Linked DNA regions of Mus musculus: region 1 is linked to region 2. A link is a contact called in public promoter capture Hi-C data. All regions are on one chromosome and are shown on one strand. Each heading gives the region's core, a stretch centred on a gene start, on an enhancer-like site or on the middle of the called end of the contact. The rest is flanking DNA. Distances are from core to core; before and after follow the strand shown.

Evidence for each region. Promoter capture Hi-C pulls out the DNA fragments that hold promoters and counts their contacts.
Region 1: a contact with region 2 is called in a promoter capture Hi-C map of pre-B cells. The contact joins the promoter of Rhpn2 here to the promoter of Gpi1 in region 2. A contact is called at or near these places in 7 of 39 promoter capture datasets (the C10 cell line, cranial neural crest, frontonasal cranial neural crest and 3 more), 2 of 484 Hi-C or Micro-C datasets (B cells and CD4 T cells), 2 of 115 datasets of contacts at active chromatin or transcription factors (astrocytes and pancreatic cancer cells) and 2 of 9 other capture datasets (adipose tissue and liver).

Annotation. Positions count from the first base shown.
Region 1 is chr7:35,332,610-35,336,112 of GRCm38.p6, reverse strand. Rhpn2 (rhophilin, Rho GTPase binding protein 2) reads right to left here and starts at 1,876. Exons shown (of 15, transcript NM_027897.4): 1 at 1,702-1,876. The coding sequence starts at 1,770.
Region 2 is chr7:34,228,325-34,231,679 of GRCm38.p6, reverse strand. It overlaps Gpi1 (glucose-6-phosphate isomerase 1), which reads left to right and starts at 1,344. Exons shown (of 18, transcript NM_008155.4): 1 at 1,344-1,588; 2 at 2,307-2,397; 3 at 2,684-2,752. The coding sequence starts at 1,467. It overlaps Gm12762 (a long non-coding RNA gene), which reads left to right. Exons shown (of 2, transcript XR_881947.3): 2 at 1-498.

The DNA of each region.
Region 1 (3,503 bases), core at 627-3,126, 1.1 Mb before region 2:
CCCTAGTTTGGTTCCTAGCACTCATATTAAGTGGAAGTTCGCAACTACTTGTAATTCCAGTTCTAGGACATTTGGTCTTCTCTTCTGGCCTCCAAGGCGTGTGAGCGTGCATGCACATACACATACACTTAAATCTTTAAAAAACATTCAGGCTCCAATCTTTTCCCTTCCCCACCCACATCCTCTCCTGAGATTCACTGCTCTGAATGGGTGCCACAGGAGAACTTGTTCTGAAAAGCTTGACGCCCTCCAGAGTATATTTCATCCTCTCTGACTTCCTGCCTTCTCCCCACCAAGAAGCTGCCACAGGTCCACCAAGCCATCTGTTCAGAAGACAAACAATCTAGCAAGAACTGATATCCCACAAAGAGACAGCAACTTGCTGGAGGCTGTAAAGCAATTTTGTGGGGGTGGCAGCCAGGCCCTAGGGCCTTAGGTTGGACATCTTGAGATTCCCAGGCCAAGCAACCTCCTGCAATTCTGGCCTGTGATCCTCTGGCCCAAATGCCACACATAATTAGAAGTTATAATCCTGTAATTCCATGATGACATCTTTCAACTTAAATATACTTTAAAACTTTTTTAAATGCCAAAAGGAACTTTAAAAATTGCCCACTGTCCCCACCTGTCTCCAGATTTCCCTCTTTTCTATTACTACTTCACGTGTGAGCAAAAGTTCTTTAAGATGCCAGAGTCCCGCGGGAGAAGGAAGCTGCCAAGCCCATTTACGAACAATTAAGAATTGATTGCTCTGTGGGAAGCAGTTTCACTTCCCTATTCATGACTGCTCGCTGCGCCTTCGATCGTATCAGTTAGAAAAATATCCACGACAATCTCTCAACCCACCAGGTGATCCTTGGCCAAAGTCCAAAAGCTATTTTTAGACTCTCTAGGGACCCAAGAGGAAGGTGAGGAGTCTGTCACAGTGATTCGCACCTCTAAAGTGCCTTTGAAAGCCAGCAGCTGTTGGGCAATCCCAGCACCGCTGTGGGCGCCTAATGGGGTCGCTTTTGAGGAACTGAGTTCCAGGGCGAAAGGCAGTCGCATTAATTGCCCAGGAGCGCCAAGACGTGCCAAGCGCGCAGAGTCCAGTCTCGCCCTCTCGGTCTCTCGGACAACCAAATACAGATAAATCCACTTTGGAAGAGTGAGACTCCGGTTCTCTGGCTCTCTTGGGCGAGGACAAACGAAGGGGCACGCCCGAGGTCCCCTTGCAGCATCCACTCTCCCTTACCAAGAAGTCGAAGGGGGCCAACGCTGAAAGCACTTGGGAGGCAAAAGAGCAAAACTCGCCCTCCAGATGCACCATGGCTAAGCGCTCGGGTGGAAACTGAGCTGCGGTATAAGTGCAGAGGGACCGACCGAGCTCGCCAGCGTGGCCAGGAGCTGGTCCTTTCCCCACCAGCGCGAGAAGCCTGGCAGGGCCATCCGGATCACCTCCCCAGGTTCCCACCTGCGTGTGGCTTGCCTGTGCACCTGCACGCCCCAGCCCGGCTGCCATCTGCTCGGGGCTCCAAGCCCCGCGCAATCAATCCCCTTTCGACCCCCCTTCTCCGCCCTTCGGCCCGCACCAACTCTGCGGGTCTCTCCCTTCTCCTTCCCCTCCCCCTCCAGTCCAAGCCGACCCCCGCCTCAAGCCCCTTCAGCACGCTCCGCAGTTTGCCAGGACAGAGAGAGAGGGTCTGTTGACTCGCCACTCACCTTTCGAAAGTAGTCGTCACCCTCTTTCTCCAGCGGCTGGGGAGCCGCGGGTAGCAGCGTATCGGTCATGCTGGCAGCGCGGGAGTCCAGGGTGAACTGAGGTGCAGTGGCTACTAAGGGCCCCAGGAGGCGCCGGGACCCGCCCCCGCTCCCGCCCCGACCAGCCAGCCGCCCTGCCGCCCCGCCCGAGCCCTAGAGCGCCAGATATCTGGAGCTCCGCCCCTCTTAGCAAGACCTGGACCTAGGCAGATCCCGAGCCTGGAACTCAGTTCTGCCACCTAGGCCCCGCCTTCAGCCTCCCAAGAGGCGAATCCCAAGCCCTACAGTTCCGCCCCCCGCATTTGCAGTCCTCCTGCATCCCAGAGTGAGCCCCACCCCTGATCTCTGGAGCCACGCCCCATCTCGCCTAGGCCCCGCCCCTCCACCATCCAGTCCTACCGGAGGCGGATACCTAACTCTGTAGCCTCGCCCCGCTCAACTAAGGCCCCGCCCACAACACGCACGGTCCTCCTCCAGCCCCGCCCGAGGCTGAAGCCAGAGCCCTGAAGCCCTGCCCTTGATTGTATAGACCGCGCCCCTGCCCCATGCAAGTGTTAAGTGCTGTCTGCCGCGAGTCTAGAATGGAGCTCTTGCTGAGCCTTCGATCTTAATCTGAGTGTTGTTCACAGCTCACTACCTTGTGAGCGTTAAGGTGGCGCAGCCAGCGGGATCGGGGTTTCAGCAAACGTAGCGAAACCCAAATTCGCCCTTTCTCTGGAGCCCTAGGAATAGTAAATGCAGAGAACTAAATACGTTTGCTTTCCCACTCAGGGACGCGGACATTCATGACCAGTTCATTCGCTGCTCGGAAGCTTTTAAAGGCTCTGGCCAGGAAGGACGGAAAGCTGTTTGCAGGAGAGGAGGCCTCCGAGCGCTTGGGTAGCAGAAGTCGTCGGGAGAGGGGGCCACCTACTGAGCAGGCTTTGTGCACAGGAATTCTGCAGGTGTCTTTAAGGATGCCAGAGTTCCCAAACTCGGTTTTCTCAGTTCTCAAGCCCAAGTGATTTTTTCTCTGGCTGGTCTCGTGTTATAGGTATCGATGTGGTTAGTACAGGAGTAGCAGGGGGTTCCTTAGGCTCGGGGTTCGCGGAACCTCCTACTGGAGAGTAGGTAAACTGGCGTCGGATATTGGTAGCACATCGGGCTACATCTGCAGGAGCCTAGAGCCCCCAGCCTGTAGACTCCTTCCTCACCGCCGCCACCACCACCAAAAAACACCTTTGTCTTCTGCCTTTGGAGGTCTGTGGGTCGCAGTGTAAACCTCAGATTCGGCTTTCAAAACTAACCAACCGTTTTCATGCTCTTTAAGAAGTGTTTTAGGGGCCAGGGGCGTTTAATTTCAGGACTCAGGAGGCAGAGACAAGCGGGTCTCAGAGCCAAGGCTACACAGAGAATCCTTGTCTCGAAAAACAAAAACAAACAACAAAAATGGTGTTAGTATGGCTGCAGAGGTGGCTCAGAGGATAAAAGTGCTTGCCGCTCAGCCTGACAACCTGAGTTCCATTCCCTGGAACCCATAGGGTAGAAGGTGCAAAAAAGAACTTCCACAGGTTCTCTGACCTCACACGTGCGCCATGGCACATGCATTCCCCCTCCAACCCCCCAGCAAACACACAAAATAAATAAATGTAAAAACATCGAAAGTAAATAAATATATATTTAGACGGTTCGAGAGGTTTAAAATAAGTTCTTGAAAATAAACAAAAGCAACAGCTTAACATACGTTAAAAAGTTAAAAAATAAATAAATATATAAATAAATTC
Region 2 (3,355 bases), core at 95-2,594:
GATCCTAAAGTGCATATCTTGCCCTTTCTCTCTAGGCGATTATGGATCCCTCACTCATTCCATCCTCTATGTCCGTCTCCTCCTGCTTGACTGAAGCTCCCTCCCTCAGGACCTGCTTTAGCTCACTGAGCTAACTGATCCATTAGGCAGTGTGTCAGATAAAGTCCCTGCTCCATGTGGACTTGTTCAGTGGCTCCTCATCTCTAAACAGAAATCAAAATTCTCACAATGATTTGTAAGCCACTGGGTGAATTCCCTTCTCTAATGTCACCTCTATGACTTCTTCCCCTAATCTGCTCCACTCCAGCCACATGTGTCTTCTGTTTGTGGGACATCTATGGGTGCTGTTTGTGGGACATCTATGGGTGCTCTTGTCTCAGACTTTGCAGTGTCTTTTCCCTTTGACTGAACACTTTCCTTCCAGGTAGCCAACTGGCTCATTTCTTCCCCTTCATGCTTTTACTCAAATATAATAAAGAGTGAATTTTTTTTTCTTAACCATTTAGTTAAAGGAAATGCTTATTTCCAACCTGCCTTTAAATATATATACATATAATTTCATTTTTATTGTGTGGTGGATATTTTATTAATTATGTGTGGGAGTGGACATACAATTTTTATTATGTGTGTGGGGTGGGTATATAATTTTAGCATTAATTATGTGTGGGGTGGGTATGAGCATAAGGATGCAAGTGCCATTGGTATTCCCATTGGTTGCAGCGGGAGTTACAGGCAGTTATGAGTACTGGGAACCCAATTCAGGTCCTCTGCAAGGGAACTATGTGTTCTTAACCACAGTTTCATCTCTGGGGCTTCATCCAGTTTGCCTCTTCTCAGGAGCACTTGCCAGCTCTGAAATCCCATAAATTCTATTTACTTATTTGGCTTACGTACCCACAACACTTGCTTTAGTACCTCTAACCAGGAAGGCATTCCATAAAGTTCTGCTAAATTGGGCTCAGCCGGTAAGAGCACTCAACTACTCTTCCGAAGGTCCTGAGTTCAAATCCCAGCAAACACATCCGTAAGGAGATCCGACTCCTTCTTCTGGAGTGTCTGAAGACAGCTAGAGTGTACTTACATATAGTAAATAAATTCTTTAAAAAAAAAAAGTTCTGCTGAATTGAATACATGAATGAATGAAAGAAGCAAGCGGATCTGGCACGAGAAACTCCGCCTCTGCCCTTCAAGTCACTTCCGAACAGAAGCCAGCCAAGGTTCATCGCAAGTGGCCACACTTGTGTTACAGAGAGGCCAGCAGAGGCCCCCAGATCTACAGCTGCCGGCAAGGTCGCCTAGCGGACGCGGAGGACAGAGGTGGGGCGGGGCCGGAGGCGGGGCGGGGTCGGACGCCTGCGCCATAAAGCCCGCTGCGCGCACTGGTACCGACTTGCCGCGCGCCGCCGCTCCTCTTTCCTTCCTCTTCCGAGCACGTCCTGCTCCGTGTACCTCTCGGGTCCCTCGCCATGGCTGCGCTCACCCGGAACCCGCAGTTCCAGAAGCTCCTGGAGTGGCACCGCGCGAACTCTGCCAACCTCAAGCTGCGCGAACTTTTTGAGGCGGATCCGGAGCGCTTCAACAACTTCAGGTGCACGCACGGGGTCGGGGCTCCCGTGACCCCCCCCCCCCCAGCAGCCCTGCAGGGCCCAGGCCGGGGCCGCACTTTGTCCTTGATGCCTCCTTGGAGTGGGTTTTGGGACCCGCGTGCTAGCCAGAGGGCCGAGGCTGCTTAGTCATTAGGAGGAATCGGCTCCTCCTTGGGGATCCCTTCGCCCCCGCCTCTCAGTCTCAGCCATTTGAGTAGGGATTTCTAACCACCCATGAGGAGGAGCAGCCGCTGCTGGCTCGACAGGCACGAGAGAGCTGTCCCCTCCCACCTGCTCCTAGTGGGCTTTGGTCAGACAGGGTGGGTAAGGCTGAGATTTCCTGGGAGCCACGGTGTAAAAATAGAGCGGCGGAGGCAGGATGCAGAGGCCAGAGAGACTTGTGAGCGACTGCGAAATAGAAGGGAGGGTGGAAGAAATCGTACATGTGATGCATCTTCGTGCCTTGTCACTGATGCCAGGAGGCGAGGGACCTGGGATGACCACCTGTGGTTCCTCACTGGACGTCCCTGATACCTCTCCCTGGGTGTTTCCTTGTAAGTTTGAGATGTGGAGCTTGAAGGGGGAAGTTCTGCCCAGGATCTGTCTACATCTTCTTTCTGTGGCGTGGCTTCCTACACTACTTAACACTGCTACAGGTCAGCCTTTGTGGCCAGGCACTGCCGCTGGGGTGTGACCAGCAGCGTCTCCATCTTTCTGCAGCTTGAACCTCAACACCAACCATGGGCATATTCTGGTGGACTACTCCAAGAACCTTGTGAACAAGGAGGTGATGCAGATGCTGGTGGAGCTGGTAATGTTCTGACTGGGGAGTTGTGATCTCTGGGTTGGGTTGTGGGTGGGGGCTGCGCTTTGTTTTGGGTTCTAGGTCCCGGTGTGGAGTTGGTATCCCAGGGATCTCCAGGCCCCCTGCTGATTGAGCAGACTCTTTGAAGATGCTGGAAAAGGAATCTGTCTATGAAGAACATCTGTCAGCCTCAAGGGGGGGGGGGAGTGGGGGGGGAGGGGGGCTGGACTTGTGATAGGTGATGAGGATGGGGGATGGGATACAAGACCTCAGCAGTGGCTTCTCTCCCTAGGCCAAGTCCAGAGGCGTGGAGGCTGCACGGGACAACATGTTCAGTGGTTCCAAGATCAACTACACCGAGGTAAGCAGTTACACCCGCCGCCCCCCCCCCCTCTTCCTCCTCTTTGCCGACCGTTATCAGCATCGCCCTGTGTCTTCACCCTTGCTCTTAAGCAATGCTTTTGCCTCACGAAGGTGCTAAAGGCTTTTCTTTGGGGGCAAGAGAGGTTGCAGAGCTTTGGGGTGTGATTTCTCTGAGACTGGCAGCCTGGACTTGGCAATCAAATTGGCACAGTTCCTGGTGTCCAGGGAGGGGCACAACCCAAGCCTGAAGGGAGGGATTTGCTTAAGGCTGGCTGAGACATGGCTGAGACATTTTCTTGGACAACTTCAACCTTGATACTCTGATGGATCCTTGCTACAGGTTGTTCTAGTGACAAGAAAAATCATGTCACCAAAGCCCTTAGTTTCTTTGACAGTGGAATGAATAAGAGGTGAGAGTATGACAGCGGTTGGGAAACCCTGGCCCTGACTTGGTGGGGAAGCCTGCAGGCATAGGAGACACTCTGCACTGAGAATTCTCAGTGTTGATATTTTTTTCCTTTTAATTATGAGTGTGTGGGTGTGTGTACATAAGTACAGGTGCCTACAGAGCTGTCAGATTCTCCCGGAACTTCAGTTAGAG